2 separate regions of the Zea mays genome follow, and region 1 is linked to region 2. Evidence: chromatin contacts called from public Hi-C data. All regions are on one chromosome and are shown on one strand. The core of a region is the stretch at or near the end of the contact, and the rest is flanking DNA. Distances in the headings are between cores, read along the strand shown.

Region 1 (6,982 bases), core at 2,255-4,754, 250 kb before region 2:
AGTTCGCTGGATTTAGTACGATAACAAAACTTGATGCCAAAATTCAAATTTGTTACGTGAAATTGTAGCCTCAGTGGTCAGTGGTGTGTCCGCCTTGAGATTTGTTGTCATGTTCGGTTAGAAGAATTGACCAAAAATGATTAAATCTCTTACTAGTCGAAATTGAATAGAAAAAATATTTAATCTCATCAACCATCTCCGATTCATACGCAACCAAATAAGGCCTTAGAATTTTAAAATCCAGCTAGGTGTTATATATAGCTACTAGCTATAATGAGTCAACTGCTCTCTACGTCCCAAAATACAAAGTATCCAAGTGCCTTTTAGACAAACAAAGAGTTTAGGAAAAGATTACCTTATCCCTTACTAATTAACATGCAGGGAGTAGTTCGCTCGTTATTTTCCTTAATTATTGTTTACTGATTTAGATGACACCAAATTTAAAAGGAACCTTAATATATATATTTTTTTGCAAAAGAAGACAGAGGAGATATAGAGAGTGGAGTATCTAAAAAACCTTATATTTCTGAACAAATCTAAACTGTAGATCCTCATACTGCAGTATGGAGAGAGCAATTATTTTTCATACTAACAGGGCTATTAGCTGAGTGATTCACCAACTAATAGTAGTTGCCAATACTTAGCTGAACAGTAATGCTTAATAAGGTTTTATTAATAGATTGTTTATTCTAACCTATTAATTGAGTCATTAGCCGGAGTGCCTGGATCCACTAAAGCTATTTTTAGCTAATTATTAGTTCTTGGGATCAAACAGACCTCATTCTATGAGCTTGAGATTAGACGTCTAGACTGACTGAGGTAAAAGGCAAATGGGTATGGGTACAATGGAAAAGCTCAGCGGCCGTGATTTGTGGGGAAATCAGGCTCCAAAAGTGACGGAAAAGGGAGAAAAGGCAGAGATACTGTCTGCACTGAAATTGTACGTCTTTTCGTCGCAACATTGGGCTCTCTCTGCAGTACTTTCTCGTCCTTTCTCCGAAGGAAAAAAGCTAGTTTTCCTGTACATATTCAATTTCGTTTTTTTTAAAAATGCTACTGTATAGTGTAAGAGGTCTCCCTGTGTCTCTGGCTCGCTGGTAGAAGATTTTTGCGACTGTCCGAGTACCAGCAGTGTTGTACACTGTTGGTAGGCCGGTACGCGAGGCCCAGGCCCCAATGCAGTTTCAGCCTTCCAGAACGGACGACCACGGCAGGTGGTAGGTGACCGGTGAAGTGGTGAACCTGCACTCCGGGCATGGGACCGGTCAAGAGCTTGTGACTTTGCTGATGCTGAATTGCTGAGTATAGTTTTCACCGTGCTTCAATTTTGTCCAGAGGCGGGCCCATATCAGTAGGGTCCCAAAAAAGCCATACTTTCGAATTATCGTAAAACATTTTCCCCTCTATCAATGCATATACCGGTTGATTGGTTCATGTGCATGTGCAGCCACGCTCCCCCAAGGCTGGCCGGACGTTTTGGCGGTACGAGCGAATGCAGGCAATTGATCTTCAAATGATTTGTTTTCTATAGCCCGCGCCTATATATAGGCAATCAAACATACGTTCAGATAAAGTCAACACATTCAGTGATTCAGGATAAAGCGATGCGGACAACTAATCAGGTGGATAGTAAGTGTGGTTTGATGTCGACTTGACATTCCCATGAGCTTACAAACCGAGAAAAGCATATAAGAGTCTTCCGGCATTCCCTAAAACGTCTCTAAGGCAGGAGCAAGACGATTCCCTATCATTATTAGGGCTAGAAAAAAAAACTCGAACTCCACGAGCCGACTCAGACTCGGAGCGGCTCGACGCTAGAAACGACTCGAGCTGAGCCTGCTTGTATTGCTAGTAAAAAGAGCGAGTCAACTTGATTTGTTATGTAAAATCCTTATTAGCATATAGTGTTGATACTAAATAGGCGATTAGTTTATGTTATTTGAGATTACTATATAAAATCAATCTACTCAGCGCTTAACCGAGTTTGTTACTGAGTCATACCTAAGTCCCTGTATTTACAACATTATCATTTATTCAACTGAGATATATTGTTTTTAATATCTGTTCTTCTAATCCGTAGCGGAGTTTATGGGCCCACACGACTGGGTTCTTAGGCTCATCTGGGTACCCATGATACATATGTTTCACAGTTAGCACTCTGAGTTAGTTATTTTCCGCTGTGATTCTGTGTGTTACATTGGTACAAGGGGCGAAGCTACACTATAGGTAGCGGATGCAAATGCACCCCCACAAAATATATAGAATTGGTTAAAATTTCACCATATATACACTGGTAAAATAAATTTCTATGCATCCACAAGTCAAATGCACTATCCTTAATTTTGCTCTGGCTTCGCCACTTATTGGTACCATATTGTTACGTCTACACGACAGGCATGTCCACCTCCTGCTTAACCACGACTGCAAGTCAATTATTTAAGAAATGCGGGCTCGGAATTTTTTTTAAAAAAAATCTGCTACTGTCTTTTCGGGGCAGGTATTTTTGGGCCTGTGCCTGCTGGGTGCTGGCGTTTCCTCGTCCGGCTCCGGCCTCATCAGGCCAGGGAGAGGAAAAAAAACTGATGAAGCCGCTGCTCCTACACTCCGCTGGTCCGCCCACCCTTTTTCATCGTTCACCCACAGATCAGTGACCTCACTAGAGCAACGGCTACCAGGTACCAGCACCGGGCTTTGACCTACCCGTAACTGACACGAAACGTAAAATAAAAATAAAAATGGAGGCGCAATAACCATAACAGACTTGCAGACTGCAGTCCCCCGTGATGTTACTCATGAAACGGCGAAGATCAGCAACAAGGAAACGGCGAAGGTCATACTGGAGGAGACTTTTGAGCCGGAGAGCGAATGGTTAGTACAATTGTACAAAGACAAGTAAAAGAATCGCTAGGGGCAGAGATTTCACTCAACAATAGGAGGCATCGACGACGAACCAACCGTTTAAAGAAAGAAAGAGAAAGGAGAGGAGATCTCACTCAAGCAAACCGGAAGGAGATCAAAGGTGCGGAAGAACATAACGAATCACGAGAAAGAGCTCCCCTGCGCTCAACCACCCTCATCCCCTTTTGCTTTCGCTTGGACTTTGAACTCGTCTGTCGTCTCGTCTACTCAGCCCCACCCGTATCTTTTCTTTTTTCCTCCCCCCTGGCCGCGCCCAACAAGTCGCCCCAGCCCAGCCAGCAAAGGCAAACGAAAGTACGTACAGGAAGCAAGCAAGCGTCAGCGCGCGGGCTGAGTATAAATAAAAACAAGTGACACAGCTGCACAGTAACAGAGGCGTGTGTTAGAACGGGAGGCCAGGAGTAGCGTAGTGTGGTCTTGACCTGCTAGTCCGGTCCGGTGTATGCTTTTGCTTTCCACGCCCCGGCGAAAAAGCCCTGCTATTTAAGCACGCCAAGCTCTCTGCCTTGTCTCCACTCTCCAGCAGCACCCGGCCTCTCTCTCTGACTCTCACCCAGTCCACTCTCCACACTCTGTCTGCCTCACGATTCACGTCCTCAGCTCCCCCCCCTGCTGCCGCTGCAGCAAGGCCGACGAGCCATGGAGAAAGGGGTGCAGCTGATGGAGGGGAGGCAGGCGTGGCCGCTCCACACGATGGGGATGCCCGTCGCCAGTACGACCACCACCAGCACCTGCTTCGACGACTACAGCTGCAGCAGTAGCGGGTGGGAGCAGTCGGCACCGTTCGGCTGCTTCGGCCTCCTCGCCGCCGACGTCCATGACCTCTTCCCGCTCTGTACGTGATGATGACCTTTCTTTGCCCGGATTAATTACCTGGTCGTCGCTTATTTATGCCCTTTGCACTCGCAGTCGCAGCCATGGAGCCGGCCCCGCCGCCGCCGCCGTCGGCGCACGGCGTGGCCGTCGCGATCCCCGGGGAGCTGGACGACCTTCTCCTGGTGCGTGCGTCACATCACGACGCTCCGGAAGAGGAGACCAAACAGACCACCCAACCTCTTAGCATTAGCACTAACAGTAACAGTAGCAGCCAGAGCTGAATTCTTACCACTGAGCCACCGCTAGCTCATCAAAGCTCTCTCGTTGTTGTCGTTGGGTGTCCCCTTGCAGAACTTCTGGGACGCGGGCTGCCACGACGGCGACGTGGGCGAGCCGCCGCTCAAGGCGCAGCAGGAGGAGGAGGAGGCCGCCTTCAATTCCAGCTGCGCCTGCGCCAGCGCCACGCACGAGCAGGGCTACCGCACCCCCACCGACTCCTTCACAATTCACTGTGAGCGCCCCCGTTTGAATCCAACCCTCCTCCTCCGCTCCCCACTCTGAAATCGACCCAGTTTCGTCGGGTTTGTCTGCAAACGGACACGACGGGACCTGTTAGTTAATTTTTTAGGTCTTGTTGGCCCCGCGGCCCGCGCCAAGTACATCGCCACGCCATGGATGGTGGGTTGTTCTGGGTCCAATGGAGGCAGAGGACAAGTCAGGTCGCAGAGAGCTAGGTTTAGCGTCACGTTACTGTCAAGGCCCCATGATGGATGCATGGATTGTTTAAAACAATCATGAATGCTAGATTGAGTATTATGCAGTGGCAACTTTGCACTGGAGTACATGTAAACGAGCATGATGCCCGCGTCTGACTTGCAAGCCGCGCGCACAATCACCAGGCAGGCGACACGGGCGGGCGCGTCTTTTGAAGAAGAAAAAAAGAAGAAAGATTTGGGTTCTACGTGTTTAGATAGTGGTGCGGCCAGCCTGCCCAAGATTCTACTACTAGTATATTAGTCATATAGTGCGTGTATAATCTTCTTCGTCACTCGCTCTCCAATTTTAAACCCGGCCGATGAACCTCTCCTGCTGTCGTGCAGGTGATGATGATGACCAGGCCTTGAGCTCGATTTTCTCGGCGGGTCCCGCGCCGGCAGCGGAGAGAGCGGCGTTCCAGCAGCAGGCCCCCGCCACAGAGGCGGAGCCCCTGCCCAGCTCGTCCTCCTCCAGCTGCCGCGGGGACCCGCGCGCCGCCGGGGCCGGGACCGGCCTGCCGCTTCCGGGGCGGGGCGCCGCGCGGGGGCCTGCGCGGGCCCCGCCGCTTCCGAGGACCTGCGGCCCCTCTCTGAAACGTGCCGCGACACGCGAAGGTGCGGGGTCTCGCTCGTCTTGTCAGTTGTCACTCGCGCCGCGCGTGCGGAATTCTCGCAGGCAGCAGGCACCGGGCTGGCCGGGGAGTTGAGTTGACAGTTTGACACGGCACCTCGTGCTAATCGCTAAGCTAACCCGCGCTTTGCTGCTTGGCACGTCGTACGTGCTGTCCTCGATCGGCAGAGTCGGAGCAGGCGTCGGCCGAGAGCGGCGGCGGCAAGCGGCGGAAGGGCGCGGGCGTGGTGGTGGTGCGTCCGTTCGCGCTGCTGAAGCCCGACGGCCTGGACGGCGGCGCGACGCTGGCGGACATCAACGCGCGCGTCCTGATGCGGCCGGCGCGGCCGGTGCGGCACCCCGTGGGCGAGTTCGCGTGCGCGCCGCGCGTGTCCGCGGACCAGCCGGGCATCTCGGGCAAGGCCGTCGCCGGCTTCACGCGCCTGCACACCCCCGGGCGCGGCTCCATAACCATCATAAGGACGCGAGGCTAGTGAGTCATGGCGACGTAGGAATGTAGTAGGATTAGGTGTAGCCGCCGCGCCGGGGCCGGCAGTGGTGACTCGACCTCCGAGTCGCGATTCCGTGTGTAATAATGTAAATTATGAGCGCACAACCTGTAAATCGTACCAATAAAATCTCTGCTATCTACCAGTCCCCCCCTGCACTGCACCGACGAACTGCAACCGAACTTTTGATCAGGAACTGAATCTAGCTGCCATTGTTTGGCACGGGGCCACGGAGCTTGTAAATAAACAGGTTGTGGTACGGCTGCTGGAGGCAACTAGCTTTCCTTTTGTCTGCACAGCCAGCGTGGGGCCTGCCAGCCACCATACAACAACAACAACAAAGTCTTTTTGTCCAAGCACGTTGGGTATGCTAGAGATAAAACCCCGTATAAAAACCTCAGAGGTCAACCCCAAAGAAAAGAAAAGGGAAACAAAGGTAAAGAGAACCGAAAAACGACGAAACGGGGAAACACATAAAAAAGATAAAAACCACAAGAACCAGCAAGATCTAAATGGGCACAAGAGAAGGTCAAACGATTAAGGAGGAAAAACAAAACTATAAATCAGGGTTCTGGCACGTGAATTGCTGAAAGACGTCTAGAGGGGGGTGAATAGGCGGAATCTAAAAATTATAAACTTAAGCACAACTACAAGCCGGAGTTAGCGTTAGAAATATAAGCGAGTCCAAAAGAGAGGGCGAAAACAAATCACAAGCAAATAAGAATGGATGACGCGGTGATTTGTTTTACCGAGGTTCGGTTCTTGGAAACCTACTCCCCGTTGAGGTGGTCACAAAGACCGGGTCTCTTTCAACCCTTTCCCTCTCTCAAACGGTCACCTAGACCGAGTGAGCTTGTCTTCTCAATCAAATGGGGACACTAAGTCCACTACAAGGACCACCACACAATTGGTGTCTCTTATTTTGATTACAAGTGAGCTGAGCACAAGAAAGAAGGAAGAAGAAAAGCAATCCAAGCGCAAGAGCTTAAATGAACACAAATGTCTCTCTCTAGTCACTTATTTGGTTGGAGTGATTCCGGACTTGGGAGAGGATTTGATCTTTTTGTTTGTGTCTTGTATTGAATGCTATAGCTCTTGTATGAGGTGTGAAGGCTGAAAACTTGGATGCAATGTGTCGGGGACCATAATTAGGGGTACCCCCAAGACTCCTAAACTCGGCTAGTAACCACCATCAGCACAAAGTTGCAAAGGCCTGATGGGCGCAATTCGGGTCAAAGGCTCCGTCCACTCAAGGGACACGATCTCGCCTCGCCCGAGCCCAGCCTCGGGCAGGTACAGTAGAACAAGGCAGATTCACGCCTCGCCCGAGGGCATCCTCAAGTAACGGGCGCACCTTCGACTCGTCCGAGGCC
Region 2 (6,301 bases), core at 1,247-3,746:
AATTCACATGGGCCTGATTCTTCAGCTGGAGGAGTTCCTTTGTAACGAATAAATTTCAGCAGAGATGATTGCGTAACTGTGTATTGCTTATTGCTGAAACATTCCGAATATTGGATTGCTTGTGCACTGACAGGTGACAGGCTCGTATGTGTATATGCATGGTTTGTTTGGATATGATCCCCGCCCAGCGGTAATAAAGAAAGATGGAAACAAGATATTACAATCAACTAATCGTCCAGTCCTTACTAACCATGTCCTATCTTATATAATTGCTGAATCCTATTGGATATCTTACCATATGCCCTAAAGATCCGCACCCATATATATAACCTACCTAAGATCCACCAATTGCCTACTAGTTCGAGCAACACGATTCTCGAATTAGAGTGGAATCAAACAAATGGAAATCACATCGTAGCTATATATATGGAGGCGAGTATAGGCCCAGAGTAATAATATCAACACAAGCATATACAATGAACATGATCTGTTTGATCACGCCATCACGCTGAGGACAATACTTTTTGTTGCTTATGAATCCAAGAGACAATCATGATCTAGGACAATACTAACATACTTTTAGGGTAAAAACACACCAGCATGAGTCTATATACGGAGTGATCTAGCATGCTTGAGTGATAATTTTATGTCGCGCGGCGTTTCTCTTGTTCACACACCAACGTTGCAGTGTTTCATCTCCGCACGTATGGATATCGTGGATACACTGCTGTTGGTGTTGTGGCGTTGATCCACGATGAACATGTGGAGGACGGGTGAACGCGAGGACATTCAACTACTTCCACTATATCAACACATTCTTCTTTCGTTGGGCAACGCGTCTATTGTGAACGATCCATGATTCTCTACTTCCAAGTTAAACATGTTAGATATGCTAGTATATTTATCAAGATAGTTTGCATATATGCAATATGCGTAGTGGATTGGATCTTCTTTGCTTTGGTTGTAGCGCAAACTGGAACGAACAAGGTATTTAGGTATTTATCGGTATAGTCGCATAGCTTGTTTGCCCTTACTGGCTAAAATCACCATCAATGCATAAGATTAGTTCGGTTTCAATCCTGACCACTCGCACAACATGCCCTTACTGTCTAAAATCACCATCAAAGTATAAAAATAGTTCACTTTCCCTCCTGTCCACTCGCACAACATGTCGTACCATGGTTAGCAGTGCATGTATCTTTCACGTTGAGAAAGATAATAGATCTGATTTGGATGTACTATTATCGTTCTATCTCACACGACAATAAAAATAGAGGCATTTCAAATGTATCGGAATCGACTTGATTTGATCAATTTGATTAGATTTGCATAGCTATCTCATTGATGTGACCATTTGGAATGTCTGCGACAGTCATTTGTAAACAATGTATCCTGTTCGTCGTGGCTTATTTAGAAACGACTTCTACTTTTTTACGATATTTGGTCTCTATAAATTGCAGCTGCAACAGTCTGGACAGCTAGCTTAAAGCCAGTTTTATAGGAAATATTGTGAATGTATGCTCAAATATAACAACTAATAGCCATAATCGTGACTTGATGATGGAGATCACCATGCATGATAAAAGAGTCATACTATCTTGCATTTAATAGGATTATCTATGATGTTTTATTTTTCAGTTTTGTTCCATGTTAAATGTTGATAGGGTAGGTTCGCTCTGAAGAATCAAAAGTTTATTTTGACGTCCTTACAATTGTTGTGTCTATAAATATTATAATAATCAGTTGGTAGATCTATTAAAGCAAAGTAACTTTGATTATTTTAATCTAACATGGTATATATTGGACATTTATATGCATAGTGTTGGTTTGCTTAACGAGGCTATCAAATCAGATTTGACCATTTAAGCCTTGGACACGATGTTGAAACCGAGGCATTGGGAGAATCTTTTGTTAAATATGAATCTTTCTTTTGTTAAATTTTGTGTTAGGAGATAACTCCATTCTTGTGTCAGGGTTCTTTCGCTCATGAAAGAGCATGCTAATAACATGTAGATGGAATGTCGCAAAGGCATAGAGAATGATCATTGCATATTTATATACGGTGAATGGATGACAACGCATCCCTTTAGAAGAGAGAGATGAAAAGGCTATAAGCTGTAGATCTTGTTATTCTTCACCGCTAGATGCTTACGATATTTTTTTACTGTATATAAATTGATGATGTGGACGATAACGTGGAAGTAATCTATCTCTTCCTTTATTTCTTAACATTATTTGCGCCCTTTCCTTCAAAAGGCCTACTGGGATCATATTTTGTGCAGACTCAAAATAGCGATGCTCCGGCCAGAGTCCGCTCCAAATGGTCCAACGACCACGTGAGTCGCGCTCGCGCCAAGAAGAGAAGCCACTCCTACGTGGACGAACATCAAACGTGGAGATCATTGATAGGTCTTCACACGCGTCCGTCTCTTCGCGAGGACCCAGCCCAGGCTTTAAATCTCAGCACCACGGCGAAACCCGATGGCTAGTCGCCACTCGCCACTGCCGTTTGATCCCTCCCGCTCCCCCGCTCCGCCATGCGTCCCGCCGTCCTCGCTGCCCTCCTTCTAGTGGCAGCGGCCGCCTCCACGGCCGCCGCACTCTACTCATCCGGCTCCCCCGTCCTCCAGCTCAACTCCAACAACTTCAAATCGAAGGTATCGCCTGACTCACACTGCCCCTCAGCCACCAGATCGGCGCCTCCATTAGGTTCTTTCTGAGCAGTGTGGCGCGTATCGCCCTTGTTGCAGGTGCTGAACTCGAACCGCGTGGTGCTGGTTGAGTTCTTCGCGCCGTGGTGCGGGCACTGCAAGCAGTTGGCCCCCACCTGGGAGAAGGCTGCCGGTGTGCTCAAGGGCGTCGCCACGGTCGCAGCGCTCGATGCTGATGCGCAGCAGGCGCTCGCGCAGGTGAGTGTGCCTCCTCATTCACCCTCTTGTTTCCCTGTAATTCGTCCACGGGCGTGCGAGTTGATCTGAATGTTCAATGGAGTGATATCGGCTCACTTGCTGCGATTGTAAGTTAGTTTGGTCGCATTAGGTGATAATTCCCTAGCCTAATGTGTAGTGTCATACCAATAGTTGGATTCCATATCCAGATGCTAAACTGGGGATGGGGACAGGTTTTATTAATTTGTTCCGATCTCCAGAGTGCAGTGTCACACTTATCTGGTGGTTTATGTCTAGGAATGGTAAATTTATTGGTATTTATTGCATCTAGATTATTTTTTAGTGTTTGCTTAAAGTTTAGGAACTTGCATAAGTTAGAACTCATGCCATTTTTGTTATGCACACGGATCTGTTGTATGACAAGTAAGAGAGTGAAATATGGCGATTCTGCACAGAAAGTTGTTTTAGGGTTACTTTAGAAACTTAAATCCCCTCCGGAATTTCCGGGGATTGAGGGGAAAATTAAGCTAATTTTCTCTTCAATCCCCGGTAATACCGGAGGGGATTTAAGTTATGGGGGATAGGAAGGGATTTCCTCCCCATGGATCTCCTCCAATTTCCTTATCGCCAAACCAGCCCTAAGAGGGAGGGGGGAGGGGTAAAATCCCTGTTCCATTACTATTAATGAAACCACCATATGTGTAGCAAACTTTATTATAGGTTCCTTTAGTTAAACTATTATAAATAGCAGTTTGTGAGTGGTTTTGACTTTTGGCTACTGTTAGTTATGAACTTGCATGTCGAATTGTCAATGCATTGGCTAGAATTTTATATTATTTTAGTGCCTATGATGGTTTGAGTATTTTGTTAATGTTTTGACAATGGCTTATTGCTAATGTGACTCAAACACACATATAATGAAATAGCCATAACAAACTGTTGTCGGATGCAATAAGTGGTTCTCCCTGTGGGACAACAAAGAAGACCCGGTAGTAACTCAGGGTGAACAATATGATTGAAACAATGAAACTGATTCTGGTAAAATGACCACAAATTAGGATACCTTCTTTTATACTTTGGGTTTGATAAATTTTCTGTTTCACTTCCCCAAATAGTCCTCTGGACTCATGTAATGTGAAACTGACAGCCACAAATTTGATCTGACTTGCATAATTTTCATCTATAGATCTGTCCTTGCAATGCTATCAGTTTAGTTGATTCTGAATGCATGATGTTTTTTTGCAGGAATACGGAATCAAGGGATTTCCCACTATTAAGGTGTTTTCCCCTGGTAAATCTCCAGTCGATTATCAAGGAGCAAGAGATGTAAAGCCAATCGTAGAGTTTGCTCTGTCACAGGTTTGTTGCATCAAATGCTACTTAGATGGCCATTATTTTGCTACTTAGATGGCCATTATTTTTCTTCTGTTTGTTCATTGGAATATTGGATGCATTTCAGTCACTTTTAATATGTACTAGGTCGTAGGTATGACTTATGCAGTTATGCTTTTGCTGTCCCTTTTTGCTGAACACATTTAATGCTTTGTGCAAAGCCTAGGCAGTATGCTTTTCGGAAACCATTTAGCTCCAGTGACTTATTTACTTTCAATCTTAGTGTACTAAGAAAACAACTGCTATATTTATAGTATGAAAGTAGTTTTGTGGTTGAATTCTTGATTGTGATGTTTAAGGCCCTGTTTGGTTCCTTTAGTCAATAGACTAAATTTTAGTGACTAAAGTTTAGTCGCTAAAGTACGCCGTTTGTTTCCAGTGACTAAACCGGACTAAAGAGCATTAATTGCTGTGAATAATGACTGTTTTACCCTTATTAATTAATGGATGTTTGCTATAATAAGAAAGTGGAGAGGGCAAATAAGGTAAAAATACTACTTTAGTCTTTTTTAGTCATCCCCTTGGTGACTAAAGGACTAAAGTTTAGTCACCCAATTTAGTCATCATGTTTACTTCTTTAGGGACTAAAAGTGACTAAACTTTAGTCACTAAACTTTAGTCACCCCAAACCAAACGGAGCCTAAGTCTTTTAAAAAATGACTGGGATATGCCTCGGACATTCAAAGTTCTTATCTAATAGGCGTTGAGGCAGTCAATGCATTCCTCTAGTTCTGTGTGTGTTCTGCTATTCAGAGGTCAAGGTTCTTCTTAAGCAGTCTACGCTTTTCGCAAAATATTTAATTTCAGTAGCTCGTAAGAATGACTTGGGTCTTAGTGTGCAAAACAACTGCCATCTTTCTATTGGATGGAAATAGTTTTGTGGTTAAGTTCTTCATTGTGCTCTTTATGTCATTTAAAAAAAATGTCTGTCCTAAGTCCTAACCAATGCCTCAAACATATGAAGTTCTTCTCTAGTAGGCATTGAGGCAGTCAATGCATTGCTCTAATTATGTGTGTGTTCTGTTATTCACAGGTCAAGGCCCTTCTTAGAGATAGGTTGAGTGGTAAGGCATCAGCAGGGTCAAATGGCAAGACATCTGGAGGTTCAAGTGAGAAAAATGAACCAAGTGCATCAGTAGAATTAAATTCGCGTAACTTCGATGAACTCGTTGTCAAAAGCAAGGACATTTGGATTGTGGAATTCTTTGCGCCATGGTATGAGGCTTGCTGTACTCATATTGTTTTATCATATAACTTGGGTTATTCTACATTCTCTATTACCATTTTCCCAAATATAGAAGTAAAAAAAAAAGGTTGCGTTAAGTTGTGTAAAATTATGTAATCTCGCACAGCTAGTATTTTAGGGCATTCTCCTCAATTTTATGTTTATTTATCTTATGATTTTCCATTGCCATTATATGTTCTAGTACACTCTTCATTTATTGTAGGGGCTTCATAAGTTTGACATATGCTTTTGTTCAGGTGTGGGCACTGCAAGAAATTGGCACCTGAATGGAAAAAGGCTGCGAAGAACTTGAAGGGCCAAGTGAAGCTAGGCCATGTTGATTGTGATGCTGAAAAGGTGTGTGTATTTGTTCTTTGAGTTTGACTTTCTTTGGTAATGACCTTTCCCTTCACCCTATGTTTGTCTTTTGTGGAAATAATTACTGCTAATAGTCTAGGTTGCATCTTTCAATGTATTGCCCATACTTATTAATCTCTTGCCAGAACGTTCAATTTATTCTCAAGCTAGTGAAGAATGGCTATAAAGCTATAGTACTATTGTTAGTTTTAAATTCTTGCTGAGTTCTTGCCATTTTGGTGATCACCAAGGATTTAATGAAGGATTTGACACTTTTTAAGACATTCACATTTTTGTAGCAATATAACTTGAGTTTTAGAGCCTTAAGGGCCACAATTGCAACCGCGACATATACTGTAGTCAGCTAGCACATCGACCAAGCTTTTCTATTCAGAATCTATAAGCCATTTGGTTACTTAATTTTTAGGCTATTTGATTG

The links. A called contact is a pair of places that touch in the nucleus more often than the background predicts.
Region 1: a contact with region 2 is called in a Hi-C map of leaf, with 2.6 times the contacts expected there. The contact joins the promoter of LOC107126292 here to the promoter of LOC100381521 in region 2. A contact is called at or near these places in 2 of 25 Hi-C or Micro-C datasets (leaf and tassel).

What each region holds. Positions count from the first base shown.
Region 1 is chr2:190,968,385-190,975,366 of Zm-B73-REFERENCE-NAM-5.0, reverse strand. LOC107126292 reads left to right here and starts at 3,504. Exons shown (of 5, transcript NM_001319091.1): 1 at 3,504-3,754; 2 at 3,829-3,917; 3 at 4,087-4,246; 4 at 4,836-5,105; 5 at 5,290-5,904. The coding sequence starts at 3,559. The coding sequence ends at 5,594.
Region 2 is chr2:190,714,508-190,720,808 of Zm-B73-REFERENCE-NAM-5.0, reverse strand. It overlaps LOC100381521 (Protein disulfide-isomerase like 2-2), which reads left to right and starts at 2,496. Exons shown (of 9, transcript NM_001361438.1): 1 at 2,496-2,657; 2 at 2,751-2,909; 3 at 4,134-4,247; 4 at 5,314-5,495; 5 at 5,763-5,862. The coding sequence starts at 2,538. It overlaps LOC103647476 (protein HVA22), which reads left to right. Exons shown (of 5, transcript XM_035965417.1): 5 at 1-227.